Linked DNA regions of Drosophila melanogaster: region 2 is linked to region 1. Evidence: chromatin contacts called from public Hi-C data. All regions are on one chromosome and are shown on one strand. The core of a region is the stretch at or near the end of the contact, and the rest is flanking DNA. Distances in the headings are between cores, read along the strand shown.

Region 1 (5,758 bases), core at 1,018-3,517:
GTAGGATCCGTTGTCCGTCTAGAAATCGAGTGTAAGGGTCTCATCCTGGGTGCTGGCTTCTGGTTCTGCCAGGTTCGAGTCTCCGATAAGAAAGTGTGGAAGTTATCCAACCCATAAACATAGCACCCTTCCACAGTTTATAAACAAATTTTAATTCTCAATCTCGTCGGCATTACCTTTGCCAGCGCTTAGCTACCCGCTAATATAAACAACCCAAACTTAACGTAAACATAGCTTCCGCTTGGAGACCAAACCACAGCCAACTTATTGCGCTTCAATCAAAAACTGCATCGATCAGCATAATTGAATTTCACAATGCAGTGGAATAATTTCAGCATAAAGCTTTTATCGAAAGTTCAGAAAGTTTCAAGGAAAAGCTTTTGGCGAGGTTGATTGGATTAGGACTTAGAATTTGAAGATCAGTCTGATTCGGGAGGATTAAAAGAACGGTTTACAAATGAATCACTAGATAAGAATAAGTGTCTTGTAATAAAGTGATAACTTAAAAAGTTTAACACCAATAATGATATTAAAATTTAAAAATAAAAAATTATTTTTTTGAAATAAATAAAAATTAAATAAATTTATACCACAAAAAGTTAATTTGCATGAGTTAGCGCCTGCTGGTCATCCTTGTCTGCAGTGAAGGACATGCTTCTACGAGTAGTACAGTACAGTTGAGCCGTTACACAAAATTGCGCTTAAATATCTTAAATTCCTTTTTTTATTACTGTGTGGTGGTGAATTGTGCTACAGAAAATGCAGATCTCCCCTTGAGTTAAGTTACACATGGCTGTCTTCACGAGAAACGATTTACTGTATCTGGTGTACTCACCGTGTGGTTAGCAGGCGAGAATACTACCACAGTCCGCTGTTGCTTGTCGTAAGAGGCGACTAATACAGCGATAGGTTCCTCCAACCATGCTTGTCGGCGCAATTGGAGGAGGCCCACCGAACCCCTTTTTTCGGTTCCACAGGTTGTGCAGCTAGCCAAGACTGTTCATTAAGGTAGGCCCGTGGTGGGAGTATCGTGGTGGCAGAAGAGATTTTAGGTAGATCTCGCTCCTCAGCAAGGGGTAGTGCTTGCCCGGCAAGCAAGTACTCGAATTGCTACCGGGGTGGTCGCTATGTACATAGCTATAGGTGCTAGTCCGGGACACTTGTCTGGCGTATCCCCAGGCACATGCACCATATGCTCACTTGTTGTTATGCTCAGTGTGGAACACGCCATGTTAAACAAGGTCGGATCCGAAAGTCATCATGTATCTGGTGTAGTTTAAAATACTCCCCGATTGCACTTGCATACTGCTAACGTGTTTTCTGCTAAAGTTTTTGTTTCAAGGCGTGGAAACTATTTAAGGCGATATGTCTTTTATATATCTAGACATATATAAATATAAAGTTTTGAACGTCAGGCGGATCTGTAATTTCCGATTGGCTGACGAACATGGGTGTCCACAAAATGTTTTTCACACCATTTTTCCTCTATAGTTAGTTGGCGCTCTTTGGGCACGTGATCTATTTCGGGAAACTTGTGCACCATCTGGTCTATCGTCACGAGATTACAGCGCATGGCGAATTCGTATACCCCCGATCTAGTCACTGGTCCGAAAACAATCTAACCTATCTTCCTGAGTGCCTCTTCGAATCTCTGAAATCTGTTGAATGAAATACACACCCACGGGGACGACGATCCGTCCACAGCGGGTAAAGTTTGAATCGGCTAACTGCAATCCTTGAATCCACTGAGAAGTTGCGTCTCCGAGAAACAAATGAGCTGTAAGCTGCGCTGTGTTGGTCGGCCTGCGTTGTCGCGCTAGAGTAGGACTTGGAGGAGATGTTGCAATGGGATAGTGTAGTATTGGGTAAACCTAGATCAATTTGGGGAATAAGTTCGTTCGTGCGTTTAAAATCAATGAACTAGGTCGTTTATTATGTTCAATCGTTCATTTTTTAAACTTGCCTAAAGGTGCTTCACAAAAAAAAAAAAATGTTATGAATTTACTTCATACAATGCTGTCAATGAAAATTAATATTATTAGTACTTACTTAGACATAATAATAATATGAAATAATAAAGAGTTTACAACTATATTGAACTAAGTGAACTTCAGTTCGTTCAGTTTGGTGAATAGTTCAATTTAGTTCGTTCGTTTACGAACACTAGTATGGTGTGATGGCTCTTGCCGTACTGGAAACAATTGGTAAAGCTGAGAGCGTCGGCCGGACGGTCAGAGCCATGTGAAAAAGGAATATTTGAAATGGACGCTGTTGCATCGATGGTTTTCTGGTTAAGGTTAAGGTTTACTACGCACGTTTCATTTACCTACAGAAGCACTTACTTCTTTCAGTCAGTTGCGGGAAACCGAAAATAAAGCTTGTTTTTAATATATATATAGTAACATATCCATAAGTCCCTATGACTTAAGAACATGCCTACACACTAATACACACACAACATGTACAACCAAATACACCCTACACTACTCCGGATATACCCAACAGATACCAGATAAGAATAAGACTACCATATGTTTCTCGAGAGTGGAAAAACCCCAACTCTAGATAAGTCACCCACTGGTAGACTAAACATCCATCCCCTCACCCCATCGTTATAAGAATCTAAGAGCACTTGTATCCAAGAGCGAATGCACTTCTAAGAGAAACGCAAAGCCCTTTCTCTTCATGATCAGAACCCTAAAGTCTAAAGTCCATATCAGAAAAGCTCGATACCGAGGCTTGAACGTCAATCAGATCAGAGTATGAAGTTAAGTTTAGTTTGAGACCTAATTGTAATTGGTCGGTCTTCTTCGAAAATCTAAATATTGTAATCATTTAGTAAAATAAAATTATATTTTTTTTCACATATAAATATTGCAAACATTTAATTATATTGTATATAATTAACTGCAGGGTCTGATTAGCTTCAGCATGCAGTTGAGAACTTTATAACCAATCACTTTTTTAAATCATTGATAGGCTACGTCAATTTCCAATCACAATTACCCGGTAGAAGAGCATACAGTCATCACCCATGATGACTACATCCTTACTATTTACCGCATCCCATCATCCCCAAACCGAAGTCATCTAAATAGAGCTGGGCGAAGGGCTGTAGTGTTTTTGCAACATGGCATCCTGAGTGCTTCCGACGACTGGATTATAAACGGACCAGAGGCGTCTCTGGCCTACATGCTTGCAGACGCCGGCTACGATGTCTGGCTGGGCAATGCACGTGGCAACACGTACTCACGGCAGCACAAGCATATCCATCCGGACACGTCCGACTTTTGGCGTTTCAGCTGGCACGAGATAGGTGTCTATGACCTCGCAGCCATGCTAGACTATGCGCTGGCGAAGAGTCAGTCCAGCTCTTTGCATTTTGTTGCACACTCGCAGGGTACCACGGCGTTCTTTGTACTTATGTCTTCTCTGCCTTTGTACAACGAAAAGTTGCGTTCCGTGCACCTATTGGCGCCCATAGCTTACATGCGTGACCACTCTTTTATTCTGTCCAAGCTGGGTGGCATTTTTCTGGGAACGCCGTCCTTTCTTAGCTGGGTATTAGGAAGTATGGAGCTGCTACCTATTACTAATTTACAGAAACTGATATGTGAGCACATCTGTTCCAGTAGCTCCATGTTTAACTTTCTGTGCTCTGGTCTGCTGGACTTCATCGGAGGGTGGGGAACACGACACTTGAACCAGGTTAGTGGCCATATGGATCTTAAATGATCGTACCTTGTTAAATAGTCTTGACACCCTGTAGACTCTGTTGCCGGACGTTTGTGCAACACACCCAGCAGGGGCATCTTCGAGCCAAGTAATCCACTACCTCCAGCTTTACAGGTCAGGCGACTTCCGACAGTATGATCATGGACCGGAGCTAAACGAAATCATTTACCAGCAGCCAACGCCTCCATCTTACAACGTTCAATACATTAAGAGCTGTGTGGATATGTACTACAGCGAAAATGACTATATGTCCGCTGTTGGGGATGTGAAGTATCTGGCCTCACTCCTACCATGCGCCCAACTATACCGTATTCCATTCAGAGACTGGAACCATTACGATTTTTTGTGGTCCAACAATGTAAAGGAGGTTATTAATAATAAGATAATTCAGAAGATTCGTAAATACGATGAAGATGGTGTAGGTTTCTAGTATCTTACGAATTGTTTGATATGTATATGAATTACGTTTTAAAGGAAACCCATTTTATTTTCATATGTATAAAAGCGGTGTTTTATTGTTAAGGTTCATCATAGTTGGATCCTCAATTTAAAATTGATTTTAGAAACATATGTATTATTCTTACAACTATGGCGTTTATCGGTGACAGCGACGCGAGCAGCAAAATGGAGTTTCACTTGGTAAAACTGTGGGAAAAAACATGGCCGTTAAGCAGTTTGCAGTACCTAAGAATGTGAAAGCTGTTCAATCCTTTTTCGGTCTAACGGGATTCTTCAGGAAGTTTGTAAGAGACTATGCCATCATTGCGCGACCTTTAACCAATCTATTAAAAAAGGATGCCACCTTCAAATTGGAGTCTAAAGAATACGCAGCTATTGAGAATCTGAAGAGTGAATTGTGTGAAGAATCTATTTTAAGGATTTATTGTAGAGGTGCATCAACGGAGCTGCACTTAGATGCTTCAAAGAACGGATTTGGGGCCACATTGCTGCAGAATATTGAAAATCAATTGCACCCCTTATTTTATTGGAGCAAAAAGGCGAGTCCAAGTGAATCAGGAAGACACAGTTACATTTTGGAAGTAAAGGCTGCTTATTTAGCTATGAATAAATTTCGCCATTATTTACTTGGAGTTCCGTTCAAGCTAGATACTGACGGTTGTCAATAACATAGCGCTTACGCAGACCATCAAGAAGAAAGACGTTCCTCGCGAGGTAGCAGAATGGATTTTGTATATGGCAGATTTAGACTTCAAGACAGAGCATCGTGCGGGTGAGAGAATGCGTCACGTGGACTGTCTCAGCCGTTATGTCAAAGAGATTTTTTTTTTATATCGTCTAAGATATCTTGTCGGTTGAAGGCTGCCCAACAAAAAGATGAATATATTCAGGCCATACTCACGATATTGGAAGAACGACCTTACAACGACTTTAATCTGAAGGGAGGAGTTTTGTTCCAGTTTGTCGAAGGAAATGATTAGCTTGTTGTACTTAAAATAATGGAACGTGAGATTATAAGCGAAGCTCATACAACAGCAGTTTTGGATTCCACACCCAGAGAGCACGGTCGCAAAGCTTAAAAACGCGTGTATTTCGTGCATTATTACGAACAAAAAGCTGGGCAAACAGGATGGACTTTTATGCTGCATTGAGAAAGGTGGATGGACTCGTCTCTGAAACTATATAAGAACATCTTCGCACTTGTTGATGGATTTTTGAAATTAGTGTGGATTTTTGCTACAAAATCAACTTGAGCTGACGAAGTTTTGAAAAAATGGAAGAATGGTCAAACGTATTTGGTAATCCGAGCAGAATAATAACCGACAGAGGAGTTGCGTTTACTTTAGGAGCATTTGAAGATTACCTCAAGAGAAATGGAATCGAGCACGTCTTAACAACAACTGGAGTTGCCAGAGGAAATGGGCAGGTAGAGAGAATAAATAGGTCTATCTTGTCTATTATTTCTAATTTATAGGCTGAAGATTCTTCAAAGTGGTATAAGTTCACATCACAAGTGCAAAGAGCTATTAATTCCTTAATTTAATTTATTTAAGTTGCTCTAAAA
Region 2 (5,758 bases), core at 1,700-4,199, 66 kb after region 1:
TCCCCGAAATCTCTCTAAAGCATAACTGCTTTTAATCCAAACTTACATACATCTGTATAAATCTCTGTCTCAAGTGATCGTAAAGCTTTAGAACTTTTCCTTTGATTAACGCTATTTTTAACATTTCAAATGCTCCTTAGTGCTTTTATGAAAACTCATATTTTTTTGGTACTGTCATATTTATGTCTCTAGCATATGAAATACATTCGTCGCTGTACAGTTATTCAGCTCAGCTGACCCGCAAATCCCGCAACCTAAAAAACTGTCTTTCTCCCTTTAAATCCAGTCGTATCTTATTGAACTCCAAGAGCTTCCAACGCAACAATTCCACTCCATCTCTCTTTTCTTTTTTTTTTGCCGACACCGCGGTATCGATGACAATATTTAGATTCCTCTCAGCCAACCGACGCTCGATAAGTAATGCAGGGAACGTACTCAAAAAAGTCGCCGTCGTCCTCGATCGCGCTAAAGCGAGTGAGTTATTCAAGCTGGTATTACTGCCAGTAACATGACATCGATGTGATTTTTCATATGGGCATTGGGTTTTTTAATAACAATAATTTTGTATACCAATTCTTTGAAATCATTGAAAAAATTTTTTTTGAATTATATTATTATATATTTTTAATATTTATATTATTATATATCAATGTAGTTGTATTGTGAGGCATTGGAAACAGTACGTTTGTAGTACTACTCAGATATTGGCAAATGTTACCTTAACCGAACACACATTTGAAATTTTATTCCATGTAGTTTTAGGTGATTAAGTTAAGATATCTTAATTGGACGAAAAATATTGAGCCAAGATATGGGAGTTACAATAACATTTAACGCTCTAAATATATTTAGTGAAAAGTCCTTTTCACCTGTTTGATTTCTGAATGTAAATTTGATTTCGCTAGTGTCGATACTGATTTACGTGGACCAGACCAAGATAAATTAATATCATTATTACTAGACTACTCAAGTTTATTCTTAAGTGGTATTCCACAAAGAAGAAAGAAACTCGACAACAGCGTTCACTCTTTCACTCATATACCCCCCGAGTAAACTCAGAGGTACCAATTCGGTTGCACACTTGTCGGGTAACACACCCCCTTTGGTGAAGGAGATCCTTCTAGCTTAAGCAACCACAGCCACCATGAAACTCCCAGAAGGGGGCCTACCTCGCATGAGCGATGCTCATCCCATGGTACCGATTAGGGCTGGGTTGGCCCCCTGTTACATACTTTTTAACGACTCGAGGATACCCTTTTACTCTACGAGTAACGTGTATACGTGTATAAAAACCAAATAATGTGCTATTTCAATGCTGCATCTTTTCTGTGTAGTATATTTATATTTAATAAATTGTCCATTTAATACATTTGTAATACTAATACATATATACTGAGTTTCCGAGCTTGATTACATTTCAACGAAATGCCATCTCTCTGCGGCTTATTGCAGAAATTTGTAAGCCCAACCCAGCTGCTAATATATTGCACGGTCCGTTTGGGCCGTATCCGTACATCAACGACCACGAGAGGCTTGGAAAACCTAAAGCTATCAGCTCCAAAATTAACACCAGGATCGAGGACGAAAGTAGTCCAGATACATTTTAATGGTGGAGTATTACGAAAAAATTCTTTCATAAACCAATTAAATACAGCTGATCTTTCAATTCCGATCTGAGACGACGTTGTTTTTGCTAACGCACACAAATTAAACAATTTTAGTTTTGATGGATGTCGATCAACTTCAGAGCTTCAAAACAACCTATGGGAGAGCATGACGGAGATCACGATATGGTTGGCGTATGTGGCACTGAAAGGCCACAAGCCTGATGCAAAATGTAGAAAAGGCCAAACCACAGCAGCAATTGTCAAGACTTGGCTCGTCTGGAAATGCCCTCACGTATATATTACTCCAGCACTGTCCGCAGACATAAATGTAATCAAATATTCGCCGTAGCCTTGAGGACGGATTTGATTTTATCTTTCTTAGTCTAGCAGCAATTTCGCAACTGCGAGAAACAATCTGTGAGCTACTGTGGTTTGAGTGAATAAATGTTTATAAATAAACAAGTCGAGAACATTTTACTCAAAATGGTAGGTAATTAGTATCAAATGACTTTGAACATAAAAACCTTTCAATAATAAGCAGACGTTGTCGCTGATCAAAACTTTAGTTGGACGCCGACCTTATTGCAAAATGAAAATTACAAAGTCTGTTTATATTGGGCACATTTTTTTTGTTTACTGAAATTATATCAAATATTATTTCATTCCGTACAATTTCCGAGCAGTAAAATGCCTTTAGGCAATGAATTCGTATGGAATCGGGGCCAGAGCAATCGGTTCTTCAAGTTTCTTAACAAAGTGCGCCTTCTTCGGCTGTTCCGGCTGGCGCTTCAGACTGACCCATTGTCCCTTTTCCTTCGCCTCCTTCAGCAATCGCTCATTTTCCTTTACGCGGCGCAAAAAATCTTCGCGGCACTTGGAGTGGTGGATGTGCTCAATGCGCACATTGACCCGCTTAGCAAGGATTTTGCCTCTTACGCGTTTGTTTACTATTACACCAACGGCGTGCTGAGTCACATTGAATATGCGCCCGGTTTTGCCATGATATGCCTTATAGGGCAAACCCTTCTGTACAGCACCATGTCCCTTAATGTCAACGATGTCGCCGATCTTGAAAACCCGCATGTATGTGGACAACGGAATAACTCCATGCTTTCGGAAGGGACGGGAAAACATGTCCCGTGTGCCGCGACGATAGCCCTTTGAGTTGGTCATTTTTATTTATAATCCCCTATAAAAAAGAGGCTTATTAGATCTTTTTCAAGTCATAATGAAGAAATATTCAACAAAACTCGTTGAACTTACGTCCACGCGGTCGTATAGTTGAGAAAAGAAAGAAAGATGGCTACTTGAATAGCGTTGCCACTGATAGCAATTAAGAGTTTAGAAACTAAATATTATGTACCGTCCACACTAAGTTACACAATAAGCTTAATCTTTTAAGAGAAGCAAAATAGTCCCAAGTCTGAATATTTGGTATTAATAAGGATTTAATGCAATATTTATGTAATACATATATTTACATTATATAAAAACATTATATATAAAATTGCACTACATACAAATGTCTAGATACAAATAATCGCTGAGAGAAGTGTTCAACTCCAAGACGTTAATATGCGCTATGGGAATAATTTGTGATTTAAGCGAATTTGTTGATACAATTTTGAAGATACATATAACCTTAAGGAAGATAAAGTCCTGCCCCATTTAATAATTTTAATTTTCAGGAACCGTTCTGCCTAAGTCTTTACTACCGTGGGACTTACTCAGTATTAATTTGCTCCCTTTTAAGAAAAGTCATTCATGATCTGATAATCGTAATTTTTTTCGAATTCGATTTAGCCAAAATCTTTTGATTTCTTTTTTAGGTGCTCTGCTTTTGGAAAATTTGTTCTATAGTTTGGATATCGCAATATGCATTCAGCGGTAAACAGCTGTTTAAGCTGTTCCAGACAACATAGCTGCCACATATTTCATAGTTTTAATTACGATGTCCGCAATTTCTTTTTTGTGGCACTTTGACCACTTAAGTAATTAAATCAAATAGAATTATTTACAAACAACACTATTGGCTCTCCTTTAAATAAATTAATGAATTCCTTCTATATATTTTATATGCCTGTTTCGTTTCACCAACAATGTTTGACCCCTTGACAAATCCAAACTTTTGTTGCCGACATCAAAATTTTGTTAGTCAAATCTGAAGTGGCGTCAGCAATAAAAATTTTATTAAATAAATTAGTGGCAGAATGATCTTGTTATGATGTGCAATAAGCATCAATAGACCACTGAGTAAACTATTTCTTCTCTTGAGTAAATAAGTTCTGTTTTAATATGAAAAAAGGCATTTACTTTTCATTTCGTGTGTCCGCTTTACATATCGAAAAAATCGTAAAAAAAAAACCGAATAATAATTAATAATTAATTTTATAAAAGCCACTCATATAAATATTTAACAGCATATATGTACATGCCACACTGTTCATTTCTTAGCGTAATGAAATAGTTTAATAAGAAATATATGAATCTATATAGGCGAGATCCGCATAATTCATCGTCATAGGATAAATTGTTTTTTTTTTTTCTGGAATCTAATTTCAAAGATTGTAGTAGTTTCAGCGCGAAACATCGATGTTTTTCACAAAAATCGTGGATGTAACATCGAAGTTTTCCGATGTTCTCTAAAATAAAATTAATATTATCATTTACACTTGAAATATAAGAAAAAAGATTTAAATATTATTAAATTCATTTAATTTAATATGTAGAATAAATTAAATATAAAACGTATAATAAAATTACAATATAAAATCAATTAGATTTAAACTGGTATAACTGGTTATATTAGAAAATTAAAAATCAGTGAGAGCTGTTCAAACAGTTGCATTTTAAGGATATCTTTTTATATATGTACATTTTGTATTTGATTTTGTATTTCTTCGGCATACCTTTAGCGTTCTAGGTCTTCTTCTTGTTATTCGAATAGCGATGATCCTAATAGCATCCATAGTCTACAATAAATATCGATGTTTCGGAAAATTTAAAACGTCTATTATATTGACTGTAGCGTTAGCCCCTTAAAATGGTTAAACTGGGATGTCAAATATTCTTCCACCATCAAGGACAGAACGCTTTTTAATACAAAATTAAGCAAAAATAGCAATTTCTCTGTCAATCTGTCCCGATTAGAAATAACTATGCGTCTAGGTGATGAAAATTTAAAAAAAAAGCTATTTATTATCTTTGGCTTGGAAAAAAGAATTTGAGGGTTAGTATATTAGTTAAATAAAACGAGTTTTTTAATTTAGACTAACATTAAATTTTGCTCAATGAGCACGTTAAAAAGCAAAAGTAAAGAACGTGTATTTATGGAGGGTGTGCGGTATAATTTTTCGAAATTCTATGGCCACACTGATTATTGGAACTCAAAACAACGTGCATATTTCCAAGTAAAATTCTTACGATTTGTGCTTTAAAAATAAAAATGAAATTCTCTTTCAAAAATAATTTATTATCTAGAACTTATTTGTATGCATTTTACGTCAGTGTGGATTATCCTTTCGAACATTAAGTTCAAACAGAAATAAAGCTATTATTAATTTAATATGTCCTTCTACACGAGTAAGACGGATGTGACTTCCATTTTAAAGACGTTTTCTGGCGTAAAACGAAATCAGGCAAATGCCGTGGCCATCAACAAAGTTCGATTTTCCACACCCAAAGAGAAGGGGCTCGCAGAATCAGTGCGCGTTGCCCTAGAAGAACGAAATTTCCATCTGGTCAAGGAGTTCACATACTTCCTCCGGGAAGCAGAACTCAGCGTAAGTTAAATTAACATAATTGTTGGTTATTCTTTACGTTTGATTTCTTTTTTTAAGGATGATGAGGTTGTAATAATCATAAAAGATGCTAAACGAATTGTTCATAATTTGACTCCAGAATTTGTAACCGTTGTCGAGGCGTTACTGTCCCTTAACTGGAAGAAAAGAAGTTCAGAGATAATCGAAGCTTATACTGAATTTTGTATCGAACTAATGGTGACCCATAATAGATATTTACCGATTGGAGTCTCTAAACTAATTGTCCACTGGATTCCTGGAGATATGGATGAATCCGATTGGGTCCACGGATGCCCTTCGGAGCACGTGCGAAATGAGTTGAAACCCATCCATAAAGTACTGGATCGCATC

Evidence for each region. Hi-C and Micro-C count contacts between places; a contact is called where the count stands out from the background.
Region 2: a contact with region 1 is called in a Hi-C map of the Kc167 cell line, with 2.4 times the contacts expected there. A contact is called at or near these places in 20 of 107 Hi-C or Micro-C datasets (the Clone 8 cell line, the Kc167 cell line, the ML-DmBG3-c2 cell line and 7 more) and 4 of 7 datasets of targeted methods (all in the Kc167 cell line).

Annotation. Positions count from the first base shown.
Region 1 is chr2L:22,179,759-22,185,516 of dm6, forward strand. CG3635 reads left to right here. Exons shown (of 3, transcript NM_136294.5): 2 at 2,980-3,708; 3 at 3,770-4,233. The coding sequence ends at 4,165. Among named protein-coding and RNA genes, the nearest start is that of CG3635, 7.2 kb to the left of the region's middle.
Region 2 is chr2L:22,244,926-22,250,683 of dm6, forward strand. RpL21 (Ribosomal protein L21) reads right to left here and starts at 2,950. Exons shown (of 2, transcript NM_001299204.1): 1 at 2,871-2,950; 2 at 2,221-2,796. The coding sequence starts at 2,780. The coding sequence ends at 2,301. It overlaps Nubpl (NUBP iron-sulfur cluster assembly factor, mitochondrial), which reads left to right. Exons shown (of 2, transcript NM_001273759.1): 2 at 1-2,063. It overlaps Tif-IA, which reads left to right and starts at 4,951. Exons shown (of 6, transcript NM_176070.3): 1 at 4,951-5,389; 2 at 5,447-5,758. The coding sequence starts at 5,174.